2 separate regions of the Oryctolagus cuniculus genome follow, and region 1 is linked to region 2. The links are chromatin contacts, called in public Micro-C maps. All regions are on one chromosome and are shown on one strand. Each heading gives the region's core, a stretch centred on a gene start, on an enhancer-like site or on the middle of the called end of the contact. The rest is flanking DNA. Distances are from core to core; before and after follow the strand shown. Region 1 holds the start of MRTFA (myocardin related transcription factor A). Region 2 holds the start of ADSL (adenylosuccinate lyase).

Evidence for each region. A called contact is a pair of places that touch in the nucleus more often than the background predicts.
Region 1: a Micro-C map of ear pinna shows a contact between it and region 2, with 2.6 times the contacts expected there. The contact joins the promoter of MRTFA here to the promoter of ADSL in region 2. A contact is called at or near these places in 2 of 6 Hi-C or Micro-C datasets (ear pinna and an unstated tissue).

Annotation. Positions count from the first base shown.
Region 1 is chr11:116,748,203-116,756,114 of mOryCun1.1, forward strand. MRTFA (myocardin related transcription factor A) reads right to left here and starts at 2,691. Exons shown (of 14, transcript XM_051834083.2): 1 at 2,218-2,691. The coding sequence starts at 2,676.
Region 2 is chr11:116,479,709-116,487,594 of mOryCun1.1, forward strand. ADSL (adenylosuccinate lyase) reads left to right here and starts at 2,665. Exons shown (of 14, transcript XM_070052959.1): 1 at 2,665-2,831; 2 at 2,957-3,380; 3 at 5,992-6,195; 4 at 7,602-7,646. The coding sequence starts at 3,228.

The sequences.
Region 1 (7,912 bases), core at 1,441-3,940, 270 kb after region 2:
CACTCACTGTATGAGCCTAAACAAGTTACCTGCCCTGAACCGCAGTTTGCCTCTCCTAGAGACAGGGAAAATCAGCCTCACAGGGGCTTGGGAAGGCTGAAGCAGCACATCACAAGATGAGCTGAAGGCCTGGGGCACAGGGCGCATCAGGAATGCCAGTTTCCTGCCTCTCCCTGGGGCTGGGAAAACCTTCTGACCTCAGCAGCTCTCTTGGAGCCCCTCAGCTCAAACACCATCGTCCCACACAGCCAGAGAAGGGCCCTCTAGCCTCTCCTACAACCCCGGGCTTGCGGCCACAGTGCACGCCCTGTTTACAACCCTCCGCCCCTCCTACCCCTCCCACTGCTGGGAGCTGCTCACAAGCAGGGACATCTCGCTATCCTGATGACCCCTGCTCTCGGAAAAATACCTGGCACATTCGAGGGGTGGAACAAAAGTCTACAGGTGAGGGGCCAGCATCGCGGTACAGTGGGTAAGCCACCTCCTGAGACACGCGCCAGTTTGAGTCCCGGCTGCTCCACTTCCAATTCAGCTCCCTGCTAATGCACCTGGGAAAGCAGTGGAAGATGGCCCGAGTGCTTGGATCCCTGCCACCCATAGAGGACGCCCAGATGGAGTTCCAGGACCCTGGCTTCAGTCTAGCCCAGCCTCGGCTGTTGCAGCCAGCTCAGGACTAAACCAACAGATGGAAGATCTCTCTCTTTCTCCCTCTCTCTTACTCTGCTTTTCAAATAAATAAATAATTTTTAAATAAAAGTCTGCTAAATGAATGCACAGCGTCGTTATCTAAGCAGGACCCACCGTCACTCCTGGGTGACCCAGGTTTTACAGCTTTGCCCTCACAGGCTGAGATCCTGGTTTATGCCCCGAGTCCCTCCCTCGCAGAATCTGACAGCACTCGAAGGACGTGGCAAGTCTGCAGTTGATACTTCTGGATGACGGGGTGTGATTCCAGCATCTCTCCTGATTTAACTCTTAAAAGGCGCACACACCCTAGTGGGAATGACTCTTAGCCTTAGCAGTTACCAGCAAGGACCAGGAGCAAGCGCTGCCGCTACCCCCAGACGCCTCCTTCACGTGTTTATCATTTCAGTAGAAAGCATCAGAAAGCCCTTTGACTTGCAGTGAAAAACGCAAAGGACATCGGGCAAAGCTTACGTTCAGCGACTTCCAGGGCCAGCCGGGCACCTCCTCACTGCTTCCCGCAGTGCCACCCGGAGTTCTGGGGCTCCCCTGCAGGGAAGCCCCTTACTGAACATGCAAGCTGTCCTACAAGCTCCAACTTCCTGCAGAAGCGATCTCAAACGCTGGCAAGCTGGGGACATTCCGAATTTGAAACTGTGTGAAAACGTGGCACCGTAGGTGGCCACACACCTCCCGCTCCTGCCTGGGAGGCGGTTACCTGGGGACCAGGCCGCTCTACATAACACGGAGAAAACAGAGAAATCCAGCCAGAGGCACCACAGCCCGGCCCTTAACTCAACCTCACAACAGCTAACAGCTCCTGGGCCCTGACTGCGCGCCAGGCTCAGATCCGATGGACACGACTACCCCCATTTCCCAGATGAGCAACCCGAGGCTCAAGCTGGCCACTGGCAGATCTGGGAGTCGCCCCGCAAGGTCCAGTCCCAGCTGCTGCACAATACCAGTGCTTCTCCCCTTTTTTTTTTTTTCGTGGTCCCACCGAGGGGCGCAGGGTCAGGCGAGGGGCTGTCAGCAACGCGCACTGACGGACGCTTTCTTACGAGGCTGAAGTTCTCGGCTTGCAAGTTTCAAACCCGCACAGGACCCTGCCCACCTGGCGGGGTTCGGGCTGCCACTCAGGCATCCAGCCCTGATGCGTCTCCTGGCCCGGAGATCCCGAGGGTTGCACAGAGCGCGGGGAACCCCGCCACCGCAGCCGCTGCGCGCACACACCCGGGGCGCAGCCTGGGCGGGAACCCCCGCGCCTCCCCGCCCAGCGCAGCGAGGCGAGGCGAGGCCCGGCCCGGCCCGGCGGGTGCACAGGTGCAAGGCTGCGCCCGAGCGCCCCGGCCCGCGACCCCCGCCCCGACGGACGAGAGGAGTGGGAGCGGCGGGCAGCGCGGGGAGGACCGGCGACGCGACGCCCGCACCCCGGGGGCGCGCGCGGCGTGGCCGCGAGGAGAAAGGATGCGCGGGGCGGCGCGGGGCGGGGCGGCGGTGGGGGAGGGGTCCCCGGCCCGGACTCCCACTCACCGCGGCGCTCTCCTGGCCCGGGCTCCGCGGCTCGCCCGGCTCGGCTCCGGCCGCTCGCGGCTCCTCCCGAGGCTCACCGTCCAGGCAGGGCGCGCGGGGCCGGGGAGAGGTCGGCGCGCGCCGAGGGCGTGTGGCGAGCAGAGCCGAGGGGGTGGGGAGGCAGGGCCGGTCGCGCTCGCCGCCGCCGCCGCCGGGGCCACCACAGACACAGCCGCCGCCGGCTCCTCTTAGCCACGGAAGCTGCGGGCCCTCCCACCACAGCCGCCTCCCGCCTCCCGCCCCGCCCCGCCGGAGGAGTGGCAGCGCAGCTGGCCAATCAGAGGCCCAGTCGGGGCAGGGCTCCGCGGCCCAGAGGGGCGTTCGGGGAAGGAAGGGGAACGAGGGAGGAGGGGACGGCGGCGCGACTTCCTGTGACTGACAGCGCGGCGCAGCCAATGGGCGGCGGGGAGATGACCTCATCGCGGAGGGAAGTCTGGAACTGGCGGAGCGGCTCTGAGGAGGTGGGAGGAGGTCGGACCTTAAAGAGGCCGCAGCCCCTGGCCACCCTGTCAGGGGAAGGGCGGCGGGCCGGGTCGGACAGCCGAGTTGCCGAGGGGTCAATGCCCTGCCGCGAGCCTCCAGACCCCATCCCGAGCCTCCCCTCAGGGGCTCACGCCCCGCCTGAGGCTCCCGAGTCGGGGTTTCACGGTCACGCTTCCCAGAAGACGATCGATTCCCTGAATTCCCGGGCCAGCCCCCGCCCCACCGAGGCCCCGGCGCCCCGGCCCTCGCAGTCGGTCTCCCCAGGTGGGAAGGGGGGCTCCTCCTGACACCTGCCGACCCCCTCCGCCCCGGGGAAAGCGCTCCGGGCTTGGGGAGGGGGCGGCGCGGAGTGAAGCCCCGAGCTTGCGGTCGATCGGGAGACCCCAGGAGCGGGCCAGGGAGGCCGGTGCGGCGGAGGTGTGAGGGGGCCCGAGACCCTGGTGCGGGACTTGCACAGGGAGCGGGAACGCGGGCTACAAGGCGGGCGAGGCCCCCGCTCGCTCCGCACCCTGCAGCCGCGGAGAAGGGCACGGAGCTCCGACCTACTGGGGAGGAAGGGGAGGGGGCGCTTCCCGGAGGCTTCCTGGGATGGGGTCCTCAGGCAGCTGGAGGAGGGGCGAGCAGGGTTTTCTAGGTTCCTGGAGGTCCGGTGCCAAGGCCCAGCGGCTGAGAAGTGGCGCTGAGAGTGAACTCTTAGGAGGACCCCCATCCTCCTCCTGCGGGCTCCTGGGCCTGCGTGCTGGTGTGGGTCTCAGATGGGGGGCAGGGGGGCGCCGCTGCCGTCTGCCAGTGCTGCAACAGCCAGGTGGCCGGGACATTCCGGATTGTTCATGTGTAAGTCATCGTCGGGGCCAGTACCACACGCTGGAGTTAGGATCCACGTGTCAGACACTTTTCCCCCAAGGCAAAAGCACCCTTCCACAAAAGCCCTGGCCAAAAAAAATGAGTTATTCCACAAATATTTACCCTGAGTAAGTCATGGTGCAGGTGATAGAGAGATAAGCTGCCGTGGCCGCCCTGGGGGTGAGCCCACCTCCCTGCAGGGAGGCGGAAGCCGGTGCCCTGGTGACTCCGGGGCAGGAGTGTCTACAGCAGGTGTCCCGAGGACAGTGGACCTGGGAGAAAGGACTGCTCCTGGAACTATTGGGGTGGGGCACTTTCCCCAAGGCCAGATCCCGTGCAGCCCCACAGAACCGTTGTGAGTTAGTCACCGGAGGAGGGCAGACACTGCCCGCTCACCTCCCACCTCCCAGCCGCAGGGCTCTTTCGCCACAACTTACATTGTTTCTATTTTGTAAATGACACAAACTTGAAAAAGTTCCTGGAAAAGATGAAATTATTTCGGGGCAAAAAATAATAATAATAATCGAAACTGGGGTGGGTTCCTCAGACTTGCAGTTAAGACGCTGGTTTGGATGCCCACGTCCCGTCTCGGAGCCCCTGGGCTCAATTCTGGTGCCACTCTTGGCTCCGACTTGCTGCTTACGCAGACCCTGGGAGACAGCAGAGAGGGCTTTAGCGGCTGGGCTCCTGTCACCCGTGAGGGAGACCTGGACGGCGGGCATTCCCAGCTGCCAGCTTCCGTCTCCGTCCAGCCCTGGCCTTTACAGGCAGCTGGGGAGTGAACCAGCAGATGGACGGGCTCACCCACTCCATACCTTGCCTTGGGCTCAGTCACCGCAGGGGAGCACGGAGCTGTAACTGTACCAGGAGCTCCCCGCTTGAGCCACGGGCAGCCTTTGGAACCCCAGTAGCTGTGCGTCACTGCCTGTGGGCCTTGGGGAAGATCCCCAAAGCTCCTCCCTTCCACTCGGAATTTGGGGCAGTTATGTTGCCCGGTCCCAAAGTGCAGTGACATCCAGAGCTTCCTGGTGACCCAGCTGCTGCAGGGCACCGGGACACCGGGGCATCTCTGCTCTGCCTGCCCTGTTACCAAGCCACACCTTGCAGGGACAACCGTAGCAACTGCGCCGGCCCTGACCTCACAACCACCCCCTTCTACCACAGATGGCTCCTAAGCCAAACGCCCTCCTCGTATGGCCGTAAGGAATGCCTAAGTGCAGACGGAGAACGTTAAGCCTAACCCAGGGAATACAGCTGGCATCCTGGCATTTTGTCCCTGTCCATCCAGTGGGGCAACTTCCTGGTCCCGTGGGTGTGGCCTCTCCAATGGTCTCCAACATTTCCAATGTTGTTGCCATTGCAGAAGGGCCAACCCAATGCCAGGAACCTTCCAGAAAACACTAACGTCTCCGCCTACCAATCTGTCAATCCAGGCTCCTGGAAAGGCACTTCCTGTCCTTTTCCCTCTTCCTGTCTCTTCCTGGCTGGAGCTCACCCTGCTCATTCCTGTTCAGTCTTCCATCAGGCTCATCCTTGGGCCTAGGACGTCTTCTCTTGCTTCTTCACGTATCAGATTCCAGCTCACGTCCCGCTGCCTCCAGGACACCTTCCACTGTTCATCTTGTCTGCCTCTGACAGCTCCGGGCACCGTGCAGAGCCTGGCCAGTGCTTGTTATGCTTTGTCACTGCGCGAGTCCCCGGGGACGTGTTGCTACGACCCCATCCTTCAGATGAGGAAGCTGAGGCTTTGAGAGGCCCATCAAGGATCCTGCCCCAAGATCACACAGCTACGAACTAGCAGAGCCAGGCCACAGGCTCCGAAATCAGAATGCTGGACGCAATGAGCCTTTGTTGGCCATCCACAAGGATCTAGAGAAGATTGGAAAGTAGAACAGACGGCCGGTGTCCATCCACAGCCAGGAGCAGGTCCCCGAGGGACGCCGACGTGAAGAGTGCCGTTAGCACGGGAGAAGGACTCAGAGAAGGGGCCCAGCAAGGCCTCCGGAGACGCTGCGCGGGCCAGGCCGGCGTGAGGCGGGGCAGTCCGCTGCAGCACGCTGCAAGAGCGGGCAGGAAAGAAAGCAGATAACTCACTGGAGAGAGAAGGCTCCTTGAGGGCCTGGTGTGCAAAGTACGGACGCCAAGGCGCAGGAGTCCTGTGCTTAGGAGGTCAAGACTCAAGCCAGGTCCTGAGGTTTCCTCGTGGTTTGGAATCTGAAGCGGGGGCAGAGTGAAGTTCAGAGACCGCGACTGTTATCCAGCCAGAAGCAGTAAGGACTGACGAGGAATATTTTTATTTCATTTATTTATTGGGGGGGGGGGGGGCTGCGCCGTGGTGCCGCAGGCTAAGCGGCAGCTTGCGATGCCAGCGTCCCAAGCTGGAGTCCCTGTTCAAGTTCCAGCAGTCTGCTTCCGATCCAGCAGTCCTGCCGAGGCGCTGGGGAAGGCAGCGCGTGGTGGCCACCTGCGTGGTCCCCTGTGCCACTCCGGCCTGTGTGGGAGACCAGGATGGAGCTCCTGGCTCCTGGCTGCAGCCTGGCCCAGCCCTGGCTGTTGGGGCCATTTGGGGAGTGAACCAGACATCTCTGTCTCGCCCTCTTTCTCTGATGCTCTGCTTTTCAAATAAGTAAATAAAGGAATCTTTTTTTGGAGACTCAATTTTTAAAAGCTGGCAACCATTTTTTTTTTAAATGTACCCCTGGTGGCTAAATCACCAACAACTTCTCGATGGACAGTAAACGCTCAGCAAACGTTTTGGGAATTGGATTGGACGCTCGTGTGGGGTGAATTTGAATGGTTCAATGGGATCATGGGCGTGCCTGGGGTGGCAGTTACCCAGAGGACTCCTCGGTCACAAAACAAGGCTGGCTTTTCCCCAGCGCTGACTGTGTGCACCCTTGTCTCTTCCAGTTCTCCCAACAACACTGGATGCTTGTTCCTAGTGTTGTGTCCATCTCACAGACGAGAAAAACTGAGGGTCAAGCCACAGGGTGCAGGGAATGAGGGGTGAAGGGCTAAAACCCTACAGCCCAGGGCCGGTCAGAGTCGGTCCCCTCCTAGGGTGACCCGGTGGAGGCCTCCACAAGCCAGCCTTTGCAGTCTGAGCCTGACCATGGAAGCCCACTGTGAGATTTTATTCTGGCTTTCTGACCGCTGCAGCCAATATAAATGTTCTTTGGGTTCTTTGGGGAGAGAATCTAAACATACACTTTTTATCAATCTGGGTCTCATATTTGGGGCCTACCTGAGGCTGGAGCATCTGGAGAGACAGAGAAATACAATGAATGGGTTTCCTTAGAGAGAAAGGCAGCCAAGGCTGGTGACTGGAGACCTAGTTACCTGAGGGCTCGCCGTATACGCTGTTCTTTGGCGTCCTCTAGTGGTAAAGTGCTGTAACTCCTTCTTTACCGCTTAGAGACCTCATCCACTGGTTCACTTAGCAAATGCCTGCAGGGGCTGAGGCTAGGCTGGGCGAAGCCTGGAGCCGGGAATTCAGTCCAGATCTCCCACGTGGGTGCCAGAAACCCAATTCCATGGGCTATCAACTGCTTCCTCCCAGGGTCTGCATCAGCAGGAAGCCGGATCAGAACCTGGAGTTGGCACTGCATCTTCAACAATACCAAACACCTGTTTCTGAACTGAAGATTTTTAGTTGCGCGTGGAACATAAAGCCTTTGTTTCTTTTTTCTTTTCTTTTTTTTTTTTTTTTTTTTGACAGGCAGAGTGGACAGTGAGAGAGACAGACAGAGAGAAAGGTCTTCCTTTGCCGTTGGTTCACCCTCCAATGGCCGCCGCGGCCGGCGCGCTGCAGCCGGCGCACCGGCGCACCGCGCTGATCCGATAGCAGGAGCCAGGAGCCAGGTGCTTTTCCTGGTCTCCCATGGGGTGCAGGGCCCAAGCACCTGGGCCATCCTCCACTGCACTCCCTGGCCACAGCAGAGAGCTGGCCTGGAAGAGGGGCAACCGGGACAGAATCCAGCGCCCCGACCAGGACTAGAACCCGGTGTGCCCGCGCCGCTAGGCGGAGGATTAGCCTAGTGAGCCGTGGCGCCGGCCCAAGCCTTTGTTTCAAAAATGAAGACTAGGGGGCAGGCACTTAGCATAGCAGTTGCGATGCCCTGGGACACCAGTATGCTGAGAGTCCAGCCCTGGCTTCAGCTTCTCGCTAATGTGCACTCTGGGAGGCAGCAGCGATGGCCCGAGGCCCTGCCACCCACGTGGGAGACCCAGATGGAGTCCCAGGCTCCTGGCTTTGGCCTGGATCAGCCCCGGCTATGGCAGGTGTTTGGGAAGTGCTCCGGTTCCAAAACACTGTGATCGAGGATTCCTG
Region 2 (7,886 bases), core at 1,415-3,914:
CATCAAACAGGAGGCTCTCCCTGCTTTTAAAAGTAGCTGCCACCTCCTACTCCCCCAGTCTACTGTGGGGAAGTCTACTTCTTCTCTTGTCCTGCTGTATTTTCTTTTCAGAGCTTCTCTCTCGAAAATCACTGAGTTTACTTCTTCATTATCCATCTCCCTCACTACAGTGTAAGCACCAAAAACGATAGAATTCTGGGTTGTTCACCAGCTCCAGGTCTGAAGCCCCTAGAGTTTTAAGTAACCTCTGTATACTTGATGACCCCTGAATTTACACCTCCGCCATGCCAGTGAGCTCCAGACCTGCATCAGTAACTGTCTGCTCAGCATTTTGAAGCACTTGGGGGGCCTGACACTGCAAACTCAATAAACCCAGCACAGACTCGGGGCCTCCCACCCACGGTCACTGCATCACCTTGCATCCTGCGGTGAAACCTGGAAACCCAGGGTATCCCTGACTGTCCCCTTTCTTCCCCTTAACCTGTCCCTCATCAAACTGGCTTGTTTGTACCCACTATGCTGTCACCTACCTTTCCTGGTGGCCAGTCTCCTCCCAGCTAAAGCACCTACGCCTCTCGGCCTTACCTGGTCCACTGTAGCAGCCCGGCTGGTTGCCCACTTGGCATTCGCTCCAGTTCTGCCCCTCCCTAATCCATGCTGTACACAACAGCCAGGATGATAGTCCCCACAGATGCAGTGAAAACAACCTCCAGCCTAGAGCCCTCAGTAGATTTCCGTTGCTTGGAGTAACATCCAAAATACTCTTTATTTCCAACAGGTTCTCACTGTGTGCCTCCATCTACTCCAAACCCACCTCCCTCTTCTCTCCCCTCAGTCATCTCACTCTGGCCTTGGTGACCCCTGTGCCTACTACAAGGCCTGGCACATGGTCTGCTCTATTATGGAGCAATGATCCTAATGAGTAACAGGATTTTCTATCAACAGACCAGGTTTTAAAACCTGACATAAAAGCCAGGAGGTGCAAAGCAGGGGCCCAAGAGAGATTTAAAAAATCCAAAAGACGTACAACTCCCAGTGTGGAGGTGTTGCTCTAGGTTCCCCACAGCCACATGGAAGTGTCCTGGTGGCTTTCAGAGGTCAAGAACCACGGCTCAGCAGGTAAGCCTTGGGCGGTGTGCGGGTGTCTTCCAAGGAGGGGAAACGTGTTAGACCTTGAGGGGACTCCCCCCACTTCTTTTCCAGGAACGGGAGGATGCAGGGTCATCACTGCAGACCCAGAGCAGCGGGAAGAGGAGGATGGGGAGGGCGTCATCTGGCTTTCGAGGCCTAAGGGAGAAAGGTCAGCCTCCAGATGATTGTAGGTAAGAATAAAATCTGACTCAAACCCGAAGGTGATACAAAGATGTGCACTGGGGAATTCTGCTCCCGGTTCTGCCCCTGCCTGCACGTTCTCTGATCCCCCACAAACTCGGTTTCTTTATGCAAGTACAGGTAAGCATACTATGGGCCAGGGCCTTTCGGTTTCTCTGCTAGGTCAGTGAGAATGTGATTTGGAGCTGGAGGGAGGGCGGAGTTGCAGGGCAGTGCTAAGGATAAAGCAGGGAGGGGAGTGGCTGAGAGCAGGAGTTTGAGTGAACTAAGAGTGGGGTTGTCAGCCACACTTCTCCGGGAGGAGACCTCACACTCATCAGTGGCGGAGCCAGGGACGACTGGCGAGGAGGAGGCAGAACTGGAAATAGTAAAGACCCTAGGTAAAATGCGAGAAGGACTAGGAGCCTTTCCTGAGGGATAAGGTGGACTCCTGGAGGCAGGACTCTTGTTCCGAGGAGGGAAAGTCGGCGAAGCGCAGCAGAGGCGGGAGGGAAGGCAGTGGTCGCGGCGGGAAGCCAGAACCACAGCCTCACGCGGCTCACCGCGACAGCCCCGAAGCACCCTGCAGAGAGGGGGTGTGCGGGGAGCGACCCCAGCTTCCCAGACCTCTGTTCTCAACTCCCACCCAAAAACGGAACCTGCGGCTGGACCGGCTTCTCGGACAGCCAGGGCCTTCTGGAACTGGCGCTGCAGTCAGTTCTGGTTCCGGGGCCCAGGTGGAAACATGCTGGGGCCACGGGGTGAGGACCCTGAGGAGGCGAGCGAGAGCTTGGGGGAAGGGGCAGCACAGGGTCAGGATGGAGCTTGTGTCACTTCTCTCGCTGGGACAGCACGCAAACATCTACTGCGCCAGGTCTGTGCTGGGCGGCCGAGACCGGATCTCTGCCCCCGCCCGGGGTGCCCAGAGGCGAGGAGGGAGAACACTGCCGCGTGGTGCCGGTTTTTGCGTGAACCCGTGAATAACGGAAAGGTGCGAGCGAAGCCTTGCTGTCCCATCTGCACCTTCGGATGGCCCCTGGGAAAGGGGCGCGCACCTCGGCACGGAGGCTGGGCGCGCAAAGCGCTGCTCCCTGGGGCGGAGCTCGGAGACGGGTTCAAAGCAGCATGGCACCTGCCACGGCGGGACGCAGAGCTGTTGAGAATAAGCTGCGCAGGATTTTCCGCGCCCGCATCCCACTTAGACACTGAACCCGCCCCCGCCTCTGTCCCCGGCACAGCGGGCATAATGCTGTTTGCTGAGCGCCGCGCCGAGCGCTCTTCTGGTAGCACCGCATCGACCGTGCCTTAACACCCAGGCTCGCTCCAAGGATGACGATTTTTATCACCCTCGGCCAGTCAGAGGACACTCCCCGACTGGGTCTTCAGGAGGTGGTGGTGGTACTAGGCAGCGGGGTCGCAGCCCTTCCCGGCCGGGCGACCCCGGCCCTCAGAGCCTTCATCCGCAAGGGCTGGTTGAGATCGCGACGCAAAGGCGCCCACTTCCCCTCAGATCGCGCTCGGTGTGTGGCAGGCGACAGCAATCGCCGCGAACACGGGGCCTCGGACGTGTCCCAGGCACCGCTCCAGCCCTGCGCGCAGACATCTTAACGGTTAGCAGGCTTTAATGTGTCTTTTTTTTTTTCAGATGTTAAAACAGGCGCAAAGTGCCTAAGTAACTTTTGAAGAGCTGGTCACGTTTCTCGGAAGCGAAAAGAAACGCATTAACCCCGCACCCCGAAAAGGCGAGTTTCCGGGAAACCCTTCCAGCCAGCCAGCCGCCCGGACCTAGGGGGCGGGGACCAAATGCCGGAAGTCCCGCCCCGGGGTGGGAAAAGCACCGCCCCCGGGCTTCCGCTTCCGCTCTTCCCGGCCACCTGCGCCCCGCGCGTTCTGACTGACTGGGTCGCGCGTTCGGGATGGCCGCGGCAGGCGACTGCGGCGGGCCCGACGGCTACCGTTCCCCGCTCGCCTCCCGCTATGCCAGCCCGGAGATGTGCTTCGTGTTTAGTGACAGGTACAAGTTCCGGACGTGGCGGCAGCTCTGGCTGTGGCTGGCGGAGGCAGAGCAGGTAACGGACCCGGGGCTCGAGGGGCCGGGCCGGTCCCTGCACGTGTTCCCGGTCCCGAGGAGCTGCGGCCCTAGGACGGGAACGGGGGTGCGGTGCAGAGCGCAGGCCCCGGGCGCTCCCTAGGTGTGGTCACCACCTGGCGAGACCGACGGTGCCTCCCCCGCCCTGCAGGCGGCAAGGGGCGGCCTTGGCCCCCAGGCCACCCCAGCGCCCAGAGCAGAGCTGGGGTTTGGATCCGGGCGCGGAGCCGAGCGCTCGGCCGCTGCGCCTTCCCCGCCGCCTCTGTGCCCTTGAGCCCGCCCTGGAACCCGTGCTGCCCAGGCCGCCGTCCCCGCCTCGGCCTCCGAGAGAGAGGAGAGAATCCGAGGCGGGGGTCGGGTAGACGCGATTTAGGGCGGCTCCTAGGGCCACGCTGGCCAGCGTTTCACAGGGAAGTGGCCCCTCCAAGGGCGCCCAGGCCTGTGGTGGCCTGGAACCGCCCCTCGTCCTCCGCCCCATCCCCCGTCCTAGACTCCCCTGCCCACCCTATCACTGTGCTCCGAAATACGTGGGGTGACAACAGCAGGCAGGCACGGTGTCTCCCGCGTCCCAGGCTGTGTGTGTGTGTGTGTGTTTTAGCGATTTATTTTATTTGAAAGGCAGAGAGAGAGGTTTTCCATCCGCTGGGTCACCCCCCAGATGGCCACAAAGGTTGGAGCTGCGCCGATCCGGAGCCAGGAGCTTCTTCCGGGTCTCCCACGTGGGTGCAGGGGCCCAAGCACTTGGGCCATCTTCTGCTTTCCCAGGCCACAGCAGAGAGCTGGATCGGAAGTGGAGCAGCCGGGACTCGAACTGGCGCCCACATGGGGTGCCAGCACTGCAGGCGGTGGCTTTACCTGCTACCTACCCCACAGTGCCGGCCCCCAGGCTGTTTTAGGACTCCACGTACAGCAGCTCACTCAGCCCGGTGCGGGGAAAGAAGAGGAAATGGAGTGGCTGTGCTGGGCTTGAGGGTGCCTGCGTGCGGTGCACTCCCCTTAGATGAGGAGAGCGCCACTCTGGAATCCGGCTGCTGGTGATGCCTCCCAAGTGGCTCCAGCCGCCGCTGGGATGCAGAGTCCTCTGCACGTGTGTGCTTTGTTCTGGCCTGCACATCCCAGGCGATGCCTACGGTTTTGAATTTGGGTCCTCTTTCACCTGGGGTGTCAAAACTAACAGCATACGTTCTATAATAATTAAGGGAAAAATTACAGAATGAGAGATTAGGACGAATGCTGAGTTACATTTGAGAGCAGAAAGAGCACTCTGGAGACCCAGTGATGCTGCTGGCTTCAGCCACCCCCCCCCCCCCCCATGTATAGGCTGGAGGAAGCTATAGGGCTACCTGCCCCCTGCTGTTTTGCTCTGGGAGGAGCCCTGAGGTTTGGGGTCTGCTGACTGCACAGGACCCAGGCAGCTCTTCCACACGGGAAGTGTCTAGGAGCTGAACTTTGAAATTTAATGGATCAGCTTCAGTTTTCCAAAATTTTGATTATTTGTAAGAGACAGAGATCTCTCATCCACTGGTTCACACCCCAAGTGGGACAGGCTGCAGCCCAAAGGCCAGAGCTCCACGTACGTAGGTCTTCCCTGGGTGGCAGGAACCAGGTGCCCTGAGCCTCCCAGGGTGCACACTGGCAGGAAGCTGGAATTGGAAGTGGAGATAGGATTCCACCCCAGGCGTGTGGGTATCTTAACTGCTGTGCCAAGTGCCTGCCCCCAGTTTAAATTTAAATAGGCACACCTGGAAAGAAGCTGTGTCTGCATGGACAGTACTGTTCTAAGGTGCTGGATCCTCCCGGATCAGCGTAAGGTGTTGATGTCTTTATTTTCTCATCAGTAGCTCCCAGAATTGCTGTCAGCTGTACTGAATTTGCTGTACATAATTTGTTGGCAGAACAACAAATTAAGAATTACAGAATCCAGAGCTGGTGCTGCGGCATAGTGGGTAAAACTGGTGCCTGGGGTGCTGGCTTCCCAAATGGGCGCTGGATCAAGTCCCAGCTGCTCCACTTCCAATCCGACTCCCTGCTCATGCACCTGAGAAAGCAATAGAACATGGCCCAAGTGCTTGGGCCCCTGCACCCATGTGGGAGACCTGGAAGAAGCTCCTGCCTCCTGGCTTTGGATCAGCCCAGCTCCAGCTGTTGTGGCCAGTGGGGAGTGACTCAACAGGTAGAAGCTGTCTCCCTGTGACTCTGCCTTTCAAGTCAAAGAAAGAAATCTTTTAAAAAAAAGAATTTCAGAATACTTGATTTTGATTTCCCTGAGTAAATTCGCCCACGTCCAGCGTCCAGCTGCCACGCTGTGGGCACTGAGGATTAAGTAGGGGAGGATCTCGCTGAGGGGACGGCCCAGGGTCAGTGGAGGTCAGCGTACGTTGTTGTCTGATGTATTAGAGTTTGCTCAGAATGTGAGTTTTCATCATGCACTTAGCAGGTGCCTCCCCCACCTCCGTATTTCGAACTTGCCCCATGTTTTAGTTTAAGGATTGGGAAGCAGGGCAAAAAATACTCACAGGAACTACTCTTGTTGGTGTCCCTCCAAACGACTGATCCTGAGGCTTTTGTATTTTGTTTTTCCCATTGTGCAGACGTTGGGTTTGCCCATCACAGATGAACAAATCCAAGAGATGAAGTCCAACCTGGACAACATAGACTTCAAGATGGCAGCTGAGGAAGAGAAACGGCTGCGGCATGACGTCATGGCTCACGTGCACACGTTCGGCCACTGCTGTCCGAAGGCTGCGCCCATCATTCATCTTGGTGCCACCTCCTGCTATGTGGGAGATAACACAGTAGGAACCCATGTTTTGTACACTTAGGATTCAGTCTTCATAAGGAATTGATAAATTTTATTTGATTTTTTTTCCAGTTTTAGGAAGTAACTCCGTAGAGCTTTAATTTGAGGAATGTCTTTGCTGAAAAATTTTCTGTTTGGGATTTTATTCCAGTCTGAGCACCCAGTTACGCCCATCACATAAGACCTGCAGGTGCTGCTCATCCTGTCTGTGCTAGGCGTAAGCCACGGCCTTGGCAGTTGGGTGGCCTCGGGGGTGTTCCGAAGAGCTGCTCTTTCCAAACCGTGTGACTTCTGTTTAAGGCACGATTACACTGTAATTGTTAAATGAAAACTCTAGTTAGCAAATGTGTCTTATATTCAGGCATTTCCCGGAGAGCTCACTAGGTGGTGGACACTCTTCTGAGCATTTTTAAATGTTGCTGAGTTTACTGACTGCAGTTGTTTGCCCATCTGCACGCTCTATTTTGAGAGTGCACCTTCACTCCAAGAAGTTCTCTGGTTTCTGCTGCGGTCAGCCCGCATTCCTGCACCCGCCAGCTTCCTGCCCACCTCTCTTACAGATTCCATGTGCATGCAGTCCTAGAAAACACAGTCTTCTCGGCGTGGCTTAATAATCCGTCCTTACAGATGAGGGGGTTTAAGGAGAGGCTGAGGAGCTGGCTCAGGACTACGTAGCAGAAAGGGTCCCAGCCCAGTCAGGGGGCGCCAGCGCTTGTGCTTCTGATCGCAGGCTGCCCGTGGGACCAGAGAATGAAGGTCCAGATAACCCTCCAGCCCAGCAAGAAGTCAGTACTTCTTTTAGTCCTAAAAAGTACATAATTAAAGTGTGTGATTGGTGAGTCAGATAATGGGAGAAGAATGTCCGCTAACTTGGAAAATCCTTTCTAAAAATAGCCAGCGCGTAATTGGGCTCAACCATTACTGTCCCGTTTAAGCATGTGTTGGGGTTGTGTGAACGCTTAGCTCCCTCTGGCATCTTTGTGTTTCCTAAGCTTGCCTTGATGTTCCGGGCTTGCCTTTCTTCACCAGCGACGGTAGGGTCGAGAAGGGGAGGAGACCGGTGGGAGTGCCGTGGGAAAGCTCAGAGACGCAGGCGCTCTGGGAAAACAGAAACCTTGTGGACTTGCAGATTTTTCACTCATTTTAGATAGAATGTACGTTGGGCTTAACAAGTGCAAGTTTTGTTATAGATCCAGTGGTATTGCTGTCTAAGTTAGTGTTTTTCTAAAACAGTAACCAGAAAAGACCCTCTGTTGGCATCTTCTGGTTTGCACGGTGGGTTGCTAATGGTGAGACAGGCTGCCAGCTGAGAGAACCCCCGATGTGATGGCCACAAAGTGTGGTAACAGTTCTGTTTGAGCAAAGCTGTTGAGTATAAGGCCACTGCGTGTTCCTTTGCAGGACCTGATCATCCTTAGACATGCGTTTGATCTGCTTCTGCCAAAGGTAAGGCTGGCGGAGTTTCCTACTTAGCGCCCGGTGGTAGGAGGTGGGCACCAACCAGCAGTGTGAATGCGTATGAGATCATTTTTTCAGTGAACAAACCTGTAACCCATCTGAAGAATTAATTGTCTCTTTTTGGTTAAAGCACTGTAAATTGAGGGGCCGGCATTGTGGCGTAGGGGGTAGAACTGCTGCCTACAACTCCAGCATCCCATATGAGCACCGGGTCGAGTCCTGGCGGCT